2 separate regions of the Pan troglodytes genome follow, and region 2 is linked to region 1. Evidence: chromatin contacts called from public capture Hi-C data. All regions are on one chromosome and are shown on one strand. The core of a region is the stretch at or near the end of the contact, and the rest is flanking DNA. Distances in the headings are between cores, read along the strand shown.

The links. Capture Hi-C pulls out chosen DNA fragments and counts their contacts.
Region 2: a capture Hi-C map of stem cell-derived neural stem cells shows a contact between it and region 1, with 4 times the contacts expected there. The contact joins two enhancer-like sites. A contact is called at or near these places in 5 of 7 Hi-C or Micro-C datasets (blood, induced pluripotent stem cells, a lymphoblastoid cell line and 1 more) and 1 of 1 other capture datasets (stem cell-derived neural stem cells).

What each region holds. Positions count from the first base shown.
Region 1 is chr22:38,867,081-38,872,065 of NHGRI_mPanTro3-v2.0_pri, reverse strand. All of the region lies in intron 5 of LOC747480 (Down syndrome critical region protein 8), which reads right to left. Among named protein-coding and RNA genes, the nearest start is that of KCNJ15, 84 kb to the left of the region's middle. Within about 2 kb of position 1,360, at least 1 of the 24 cell types and tissues checked has an H3K27ac peak or open chromatin away from gene starts, as enhancers often do. A contact at or near this core is called in stem cell-derived neural stem cells, where this site is marked.
Region 2 is chr22:39,046,835-39,052,263 of NHGRI_mPanTro3-v2.0_pri, reverse strand. No RefSeq gene overlaps it. Among named protein-coding and RNA genes, the nearest start is that of KCNJ15, 95 kb to the right of the region's middle. Within about 2 kb of position 1,898, at least 1 of the 24 cell types and tissues checked has an H3K27ac peak or open chromatin away from gene starts, as enhancers often do. A contact at or near this core is called in stem cell-derived neural stem cells, where this site is marked.

The DNA of each region.
Region 1 (4,985 bases), core at 111-2,610:
TAGTGAATACTTTAAAGGCCCTTTCAAAAGAGTAAACCTTTTAGCTGTCTTCTGGGAGCAGGAGGAAGACATAGGTAGCTAGCTAGATAGGTGGATCAATAGAGATAGATTGATTGATTTACTATTTACACATCTGTGTACATTTCTGTGTATGTGTCCGGTGATTTCTTTTCATCAGGGTTTTTTTCAATGTCAGCATTATTGACAGTTGAGGGAGGAGAGTTCTATGCTGAGGGGAGCTGCCCTGTACATTAGAGGATGTTTAGCAGCATCTCCAGCCTGGCCTCCACTCACGAGATTCCAGGAGTGCTTCTCCACCTGTGACAACCAACAATGTCTCCAGACAGTGCTAAAGTAGAGGGCCCCTGCCAAATGCAAAATCACCCCCAGCTGAGAACTCTTGCTCTACATTCTAAGGGGGACCACAGCAACATGTTTAGGAGCACAAATCCTGGAGCTCCATGGCCTTGGTTCAAACCCACACATACTAGCCTGTGACCTTGGGCAAGTTAACCTATCTGTGCCCTGATGTCCTCATATGTAAAATGGGGATGATAATAGTATATACCTCTCCATGCCTTTGCTCTGAGGACTCAACATGTTAAGACGTGTGAAGCCTTTGTTACGGACCCTGACACAAAGTAAGGATTTAGCTCTTGTTCTTCTAAATCCCTAAAGCCACAGAATGGAGAAGGAAGGAAGGAGAATTTAGCATCTATAAGCAACCAAGAAGAAAAGTGAGAAGGAGGAAATCTGGACATGTGCTTTGATTCTTAGCCAGCGACCCCTTGTGCCTGGAGAGCTGTAATCTGATGGAGTTCACATGAAACGGCATCTTCTTGAATTAGAACTGGATTTATGAAAACAAAATTATTTCAATAATAAGAGGGTGGTTATCAGTTGATAGATATTCAGTGTTTGGCAAATAGCTAATTTGGGTGATACTGATCCTTCCAAATCGTTCTTTATAACTAGTAGCATGAGGTTAATCCCAGCTTTGTCTTTCCCCAGACCCTCCTCCTCCTGCAGGTGCAGGGTCTACTATTTCCCCCTGTTGTTAAGATCCATGGAAAGGAATCAGGCTCCAGGGCAGAAAGTCTTCACTATTCCACTCTCACTGGAAAATGGAAAAATCCTGATAATGTAGGAGTGTGGTTCAGTTTTAGAATCACGGCTTCTTTTTTTTTTCTCTCATTGCTGCACTCTTGTGACCTTACAAGGGTCTATCACAGCATTTGGCGAACTCGGAGTAGCAAGGAAAGTATCCAAAAGCCAATGAGGGTTCCCGGAGGGGCACAGAACATGGGCCTCTGTGAGGTCCAGTCAGTGCCGATGCAATTTAACAGGCTCCAACCCGGTGTGTGTCTGAAGAGGAGAAAGCTGCACTACAGCCGTCTGGCTTCAGGGAGGGTGAGGGGGCAGGGGTGGAACAGATTGCTTTCTAACTTGGAGCTTTTGCTTTCCAGCCAGCCCAAAATTATAACACTCTTGATGATAAGAGCAAGCAGCATGTTCCAGGCTTGGTGTGTGTGTGTGTATGCATTTAAAATAATCCAGGTTCCCCAACCACCCTCTTAATGGTACCACTAAAGTGGTAAGAGGCTTGACTTTTCCTCGAATGTACATTTCCTGGGAAGAATGAGGAACTCTGCAAAGGTCAGTGTCACCATCTGGACTCCAACTGACTTGGCAAGTAAAATATACAAAGAATGCGGGTCTTTACTACAATCGATTGCTTTTGGCATGCAGATGAAAATGAATAAGAAGGAGCCAAATTTTATAATTGCTGGTAAATCTGTAGATGATCAATGCTGAAACCTTTGTGACTCCTTTCTTTCCATTTATCACCATTTGTCATATTCTGCTTCCCATGTTTTTGGAACGATGACCAGATGGAAAGCAGACTGCAGCCATCAGGCAGGTGAAAAACAGATGGCCCAGGAGGGAAAGAAACCAGAAAACAGGCAGGCAAGGTGGCCCGGCCTAAGGACCAGCCAGGCCATTTCAGGCGCCAGGGCCCAGGCAGACTCCAGAGACTGTCCCAACACTGTCGGAGCTTGACTTTGTCCCCAGCATCATTATCAATGCTAGGGCACAGGTCGCCTTTATTTATCCAGGGAGAAGTGTGAGACAGCATGATGAGAAAGGCAGGCTTAGAGGTCGAGTGTGCTTCTGAATTCCAGTCTTCTTGGTTGTGGCTGAGTAAAGGTGGATGTGCCTGTTCTAAAACCTTTGAACCATAAGAACAGTAAGTGCTTTATATTCCCATTCATCTGCATTTACTGATTCTCTATGGTTTTTTGTACATTACAAAGAAAGGGAGTCTTCTGTGTCTCCTCTCCTCAGCCACTCACGAATCCCTTAACAATAAGTGTGAAAGTGCACACACAAGCATAACAAGGCTAAAGTTGAATTCGAACTTCACGCTTCTCAGTATCAGAAGTTGATCCCAGAGCTCCTTGGAAAGAGGGGCTACAGCCCAGATGTTCCCACAGTAAACTTCAGGTACTTGATGAAGTCTTCTGGATAAGATGCCATTATTTATTATCTCCCATCAGGAAGAACCGACTCTGATAAAACCACATTAGGACACTGTCTCTGGGAGGAAATGTTTCTTATTTTTTTTTAAATATTAGTTCTGGGGGTACATGTGTAGATTTGTTATATGGATATGATGTTAAGGTTTTGGCTTCAATTGAACATGTCACCCAAGGAGTAAACATAGTACTCAATTGGTAGTTTATCAGTCCTTACTCTCCTCCCTCCCTCCCCATGTTTGGAGTCCCCAGTGTCTGTTCTTCCTGTCATTATATCAATGGGTACCCAATGTTTAGCTCTCATTTATAAGTAAGAACATGTGGTATTTGGTTTTCTGTTTCTGCACTAATTCACTTAGGAGAATGGCCTCCAGCTGCACCCATGTTGGTGCAAAGGACATAATTTTCTTTTTTTATGGCTGCATAGTATTCCGTGGTGTATTGTGCCATATTTTCTTTATCCAATCCACCATTGATGGGCATCTGGGTTTATTCTATGTCTTTGCAGCTATTGTAAATAGTGCTGCAATAAACATGTATATGCATGCAAAGCTGAAGCCCAGTTTCTTCTTTTATGCCAGGTTTCCTCTTCTCTTTATTGAGCAGCCTCACTGATGTTGAACAGAGCAGCTCAAAAATAATCCCATTTCACCCAATGAATAAAATGTTTTTATGTCATTTCCTTCTGTCCTGGGTAGGGCAAGAAATGTTCTCAGGTTGTCAACAATCGAGGGATCATAGGTTCTTCATTTTGGAGAGCACGATTGGCATGGATCAGATAAAAGACAAGAGGAAAAGGGAGAGGAGAAATAGAAGCAGATCAAAGACAAAAAGGAACAGGAGGAAGAATCAGAAAGTGGGGGCCCAGAGGCTGCTGTGGGGTCACAGAGACAAAGGGGGTTGTTCCTCATACCTTCTCTTTGCAGGGAATACCTGGGAGTCTGAAAACCTTTGTTCAAATAGTAGCTCTGTCATATATCTTTTTTACATGACTTTTGATAGTTATTCAGTCTCTCTGAACCTCACAGCATTATTATTACTATTATTTTTTACCACACAGCATTATTGGGAAAAGGGGTATGCCATGAAAGTCCCAAGAAGGAGACAGGTATCCTATACTTGTTGAATTTGCAGCTAACAGCTATTGAAATGGCCATCAGTACCATCAGATACTGTCCATGATTACCATGTTCTAAAACGGCCCCTAACCCCAGGAAAGGTACAAACATAAACTTCAAAATTGAATTTGAATAATATGCCCCTTTGCACTTAAAGATAACTCTATTTTTAAAAATTCTTAGAGCAATATTTTAAATTTTAGGGTTTATATTTCATTGAAAATGTGTAAACTATGCCAAACTATGACAATAAAATTGTTGTAAAAGAAGAAATCATCACATAGTTGAGTTGAAAAAAAAGAAGTGGGAGGAAGAGGAGAAGAAAAAGACAGAGATGAAGAAGGAGCAGGAGCAGGAGCAGGAGCAGGAGTAGGAGGAGAAGTTGGAGGAGGTGGAGGAGGAGAAGAGAAAGAGGAAAGAGGAGGAAAAGGAGGAGGACGAGGAGGAGGAGAACAATAATAATAACTATGGCAATCAGTCTTGGGTTAATTATTTTGCCCTCAATGCATTAAATCTAGAGAGAACTGTGCAAAAATGCCCCAAAGAGGAAGGTTATTTGAGAGGTAAAGAGCCAGTTAAGAAACAGATAATCTACTTTCTCCCATCTCCTCATTGCTACTCTTCAGGAAAGCACTGCCTGCATGACGAGGGAGAGAGGCTGAAGAGGATGGGTGAGCAGGGCACCATGTCTACCAAATGAACCCATGTAGGCCCAGTCCACATGATAGCCCAGTGTTTTCCAGTGGGTGCCCCAGTAAAACACGAATCCTTTAAGGAGTTCTCTGACAAAAGATTCTGGACAAATGTATTTGGGAAATGCCACAAACCATGCTCCTCTTTTACAGAGTGTTCCAGTGCTCATTAGCACATCAAAGGCTCTGGTAAGTTCTGAGGCTGAAAAAGATACTGGCTTTGCTTGTTATCCCTGAGGAGCTAGGGTTCCCTGGTCACCTTTTGGGAATCACTGGACTGCCAACAACAGTATATAAAGTTAACACATCCCATTTGTACACCACTGTAGAGTTTACAAAAAGTGTTCACCTATTATAAGTTTATTTAATCTTCCTTCCAATACGGTGAAAGAGATTTTATGATGACTTCACTTTCCATTTCACAAATAACGAATCTGAAGTCCAAATGTTTAGGATGGCCAGGCACAGTAGCTCATGCCTATAATCCCATCACTTTGGGAGGCCAAGGTGAATGGATCACTTAAGCCCAGGAGTTTGAGACCAGTGTGGGCAATATGGCAAAGACCCATCTCCAAAAAAAAAGAAAATTAGCTCGGCATGGTGGGGTGTCCCTGTAGTCCCAGCTACTTGGGCGGCTG
Region 2 (5,429 bases), core at 649-3,148, 180 kb before region 1:
CACTCCTCTGCCGGTATTAGGTAGACCAGGCAACTGGCCATAATCAAAGCTTTTAAAGCTAAGTGTCTATAGATCTGTAGGCAGGAACTGAGAAAGAGAACTCATTCCGGTTGAGTATCCACCAGGTGAGGAGTTGCACAAACCCCTAATCTTCTCGACCATGATTCTGTTGAATAGGTTATTATTTTTTTAATCCTGAAATCAAGGCTCTGAGTGGTGAGACTGCTTGCCAAGCGACACGGCCCATGCATGCTGGAGCTGGGATGGAAACCCGGGCAGATCTGATGCCTCTGCCAACTCCGTTTCCACCACACCACTCTGCCTTAGAGGACTGTAAAGATGTCTGTGCCTATGAGACGAGCCATCAGTTATCATGTACTCTGAATATAATGCGCCCCCACACCAAAAAAGGGAAGTTGTTAAATTCCAGGTGCTAATTTGTTTTCTTAGTATTTGCTTTTCTCCTGAAGGTGGAAGCCAATCCGATTAATTGAGGGCTTCAATTAGTTGCGTGCAGGCTAGCTCTAGGGTTTCGTGTGCTTCCTGCTCCAAATTGCTGTGTGACGAATCACTCATAATCCACACAGCTTAATATCCCTTACAGGAACAGTCAGTGAGGACTTCCTTTTTAGGAAATGAAAGGCAAACAGAAAGGTCTTTTATTTCAAGGTTCTTGAATTTCCCACCCTCTGGTCCTACTTTACATCTTCAAAGCTTAAGTGTGAAACAAAGGAAAAGTAGAAGAAAAGATGTGTAACAGGAGGACCAGAGTTAAGAGACTCACAGAATCATTCTCTCTCCCTCCCTCTGTCCCTCTCTCATTCTCTTTCTTTCATTCCTCTCTCCTAACCTCCTGTTCTTCCTTCCTTTCTCTTTCTCCTTCCCTCCCTTCCTCCCTTCCTTCCTTCTTTCCTTTCCTTCCTTCCTTCCCTTTCTCTCTCTCTCTCTCCCCCTGTCCTTCCTTCTCCTTTCTCTTCCCTTCCTTTCCCTCCCTTCCCTTCTTTCTTTTCCCTCAGTATGGGGTGAGGAAGGATTAGTTACAGCCAGCAGAGGCTATGGAAGCCAAAGCGTCTCCGATTTATATGTGCACATGCGATCACTCCAGGATCTGGAAAAGATACAGACTCTGAGTCGTGGGTCTGAGGTGAGCCTGAGCTTCAGCATTTCCAGCAAGCCTGGGACGTTCTGGGCAGCAAGCCCCATGGAGGTGTCAAGGAATACAGCGCCGTGCATCAGCCGAGCCTGGCCTTGCTCTGATGAGGCCCAACGGGGGCTGGTGACAGCAATGAGGAGGCCCGGCCCTTGCGAGCAGCCAGCAGCGCCAGGACCAGCTGTCCTGAAATCTGCAGGCTTGCATCTTGGCTCTTGGGGATCTTTTGAGCTCAACAGGCTCCCATGAAGTCCAGGGAAAGGGACTGAGGAGGTGGAGAGGGAGAGATGAAGACACGGAGGGCATCGTGTTGGGCGTCCCTGTGAATGGTGGAGGAGAGAGAGGTGATGGGATGTGCCCCTTTCAGGCTGGACCCACCCAGCCCCTCTGAGCTTCAGAATCCTCCAAACAGAGAATCAGAAAACACCCCAGATGTGAGATTAGGGTTTTCCAAAGTGTGGTGCAGCTACAAAGGCAGCCCAGTCTGAGTTTCCAGGGATGGGACCGCTTGCTATGCTGCCCAGGCAATTCTGACCCACAGCAAAGTTAGATAACCACATCACCACAGCCCTCTCCAGCCTTGAAGGCTTCTCCTTTCCAGTGAGCTGAACTCTCTTCCCTACAGATGTCTCAATAGGCTTGGGGGAGGGGCTGCTGTACCCAGTCCTTCTCTCTCTCCAGAGGAACTGGAGGCCACTTAAACCTGGTCCCATAGCTGCCAAGAGTGGGGCCAGGACAGAGTCCAGATGGGTGGCCTGCCCCCTCTGCACAGCCACCTCCTTCTCCTCTTGCCCTCGGCAATGCCCTGCTCAGCAACCTACTGCTTCCCTCTCAGGCATTTGCTCAAGTCTGTATCTCTTGCCTCCTATCCCAGTATTTCCAACCCACCTGTGTAATGCATTCCTCACCTGACAGCACACTGAACTTTCCGATCAGATCCCTGACTGCCTCTGCCTCCATGCACACATTTTCTTTGGTTCCCAGCTACTACAGAGAAAAGCCCCACTCGTTGCTTCCGAAGAAACTCGGCAATTTGTCAGTGGCTTATTTGCCACCACTCCGCTCTGCATTTCCCAAGCTTCAGCCATGGTGACCACCCCATTTTCCTCATTTCCAGCTTCCTCAGTTTGCTTATACTTGGAAACTCATCTTTCTAGAGCTCCTTAGCCCTCTGTTTCTCCCTGCCAAAATCTTTCCCATCCTTGTAGGCCCTGCATAAATACTCTTTTTCTCTAGTGACTTCTGTGAAGTAACCACTCCCTCCTTGGACTGCCTGTGACATTACAAATGCCACTGTGTAGCTGGAAAGCTCTTTACATCATTCAGAAGTGGGGTCTTATTCATCTTGAAATGCCCAGAGCCTAGCCCAGTGCTGGGCACTTTGCAGATGTGCAACACTTATTGACTGGCTGAGAGAGTGAATGAATTATTGAATGAATGACTGTGTACACATGGCCCACCCTAACAATTTGAGCTCCATGATCCCCAGGAATTTAGGATCTTCTACTGATTGATGAAGGCAATTAAGCAGAATTTTTGTGTCTTTAACCCAAAAGATATGAACAAATACGGTTTGCCCTCTGTTTATCTTTCCCTGAATAGATAGTTGATAGCAGAAACGTGACATCATAAAGGGTAACCACAAAGATACACCAGAGAAAAACTGATTCTGTTGGTCAAACAACTAAAATTGTCTGTGTCTTAGAATTTGTGAATATTATTTATTGGATTTATTCAAAGATAATGGAAACTGTTTGTGCTCTTATACTATGAACTGTGATTCTAAAACCATTTTCAAAGTCAAGTCAAGTAGTTTAGATTTTGGTTGACTGACCTTATTAAAAGAGTATGAAAATAAATCTTTTGAGATTCACTAGGATAGACGTCAGAGAGACCTGAGATGCGTTAGTCTCTAGGGAGTGTGGGCAACAAATTAGATGAAGTAGGTTATCTTATTTCATCTTGGAGTCCAGCCAGGCTCCCGAAATAAGATCGTCCCCACCTTCCACTTAAGTAACTAAACACATGCTCCAGCCATGGAATTACCCAGATCACTGATGCAGTGATGTTTTCTTGGCTCCAGCCTTTTAGATCAGTTGTCCACTCTGCCCGCGTTCCCCAGGTAATTCGCAAACACTGTTCCTCTTTGCTTCCTGTAACTATAGCCAGAGACATGTGGAACAGTCAAGAGAGTCATAATTTCCATCAGTATTCATGAGCAATTTTCTTACTTAAACCACATCGCTCCAACCCTCCCCTCAGAAAACAACCCAAACCAAGAATATGTTTTCTTAAGAAACCTCAGTCAAATATCTCGGCTAGTTTTCCATTTTCTTTTAGCCGATTCCAGGAAATGGGGGTGTAGGGGTGCCTTAGGAAGCCCCAACTTCTGAGATTCCAGACAGGACCCTCCCATCCCCATCCTGAGAAAGGTTAGCTAGGGGTCAGGTGTGTGTTTTGTTGCGTTTTCTCTTTCTCCTAGTACAAGCAAAAGGATAAGTTCAGGTTTTTCTGCTTTATTCTCTCAAGAAATGATTGCTTAAAAAAAAAAGATGGTCACACGTGAGGTTTTCCTTTCTCTTAGGTACAGATGGTGACAATTACTGGGACACTTAGCTACTTGTTTCTATGCAGTGCTGGAACCTCAGTGAATCTTAGCAAAGACCCTGCACTCTTTCCTGTGAGCAGCTGCTGCCAGGGACTAGAGAGAAATGAGGCGAGACCTGTCTGTTTCACAGAGTCTCCATTCCCCAGGAAATCCTTCCCCAAATCACTCATGATTGTGCTCCCCAAGGCTTCATAAACAAAGACATTTTCCCTACCAAGACCTGCAGTGTCTAGGAATCCCTCTTTCCTTCAAACCGTCAGACCTCTCCCACCCTCTCCCACCCTCAAGGTGAGAAGTCTCCAGTGTCCTGGGAAGCAACGAAATGTGTGACTCAGTTGCCTGCCTTGTAACCATCCCGTGAGGGGCCACAACCCATGGGACCTGCACCTTCTGAGGCAGGTTGACTTTCTGGAGGTCTCAGCAAAGAAAACGAAATGGAGGCAAGCCACAACTGCCACCTCTTTTGCCAGAGGAGACTCCAAGAATCACAGTAGGCCAGGTGATAGCCTTTCCCCCTTGGAACAAGCTTTAAGGAAAGATAAGGGCTTATTGCAAAAGGAGTCGCTTCATCCATCATCTGTGTAAAACAATTACCTTTCACTTTCTGAGACTCTCTTCAAACAAACTTCTTTCCTTATCCTCTAAACTGCTGCTCTCACTAAGCAAATGCCATAGACGAGCCTTCCTTTACAAGCAAGGGAGCAAATGACAACCATTCTTGTGGCTGAACAGTGGCAAAACATCTTCCAGATCATGAGCCAAGCCATCCTGTCTAGGAAGATGTGTAGAAACTGCCCTCATGGCTCATGACCGCTGTTCTGGCAAGAGAGGCCCCCGGCATCCGAAAAGCAAGAACAGGAGGTAACTGGAAGGGATTCCTCCAGTTCCAGAGACTCGAGCTGTGAAACAAACAACAATCCAAGAGTGTTCATGCGCTGGGATTTCCACTAGGGATAATAACTGCTACCATCGCTTGGCTACTGCCTGCCAGGCTCTGGGCTTTCTCTTAGGTATATCATCTCATTGCAGCCTCTCAAGAACCATATTTTACAGATAGAAAAACTGAGGTTTAGACAGATTAATAAATTGGGCAAAGACATAATCTCACAACTCATAAATCGTAGGGCTTGGAGTCGGGCTCAGAAATCTCTTCTCTTAACCAGCCCTCATGCTCAACTGCCCTCTCCTTGCATAGCAGGGACTGTCCTGCTTCCCATGATGATTTCGCATGAGGATGTGCTGGGCTGAGGAGGGGTGAGGACACTCTTGCTTCTGGAAGGGGACTTTAAGGGAGACGGTGGCTCCTTTCCTGTGTGCACAGGAGCCAGATTATATTAAACAGGTGACTGTTCCAGATGGATTGTAGTCAAACAGAAAGAGCCAGAATATTGTAGGAGGATAAAACCAGGTATCCTTAAAAGAATACAACACTACGAAATATGTCACTGGGACATCTCAAATCTCTGCAGGTCCCAGTGGACTCATGCTGTCCCCGACCTCCTGTCCGTCCTGATACTGCAACCCTGGTTTTCTTCTGGACCCCTATATCTCAGTGTCTCTCACTGCCACCCCATCACTCTCCCAAAAACCATCTCCCCACATCCCTGTGGCCAAAGTGTAACTGAGTTCTGACTTTTCTTTTGATCTCCTACATGCTTGAAAATCCATCCA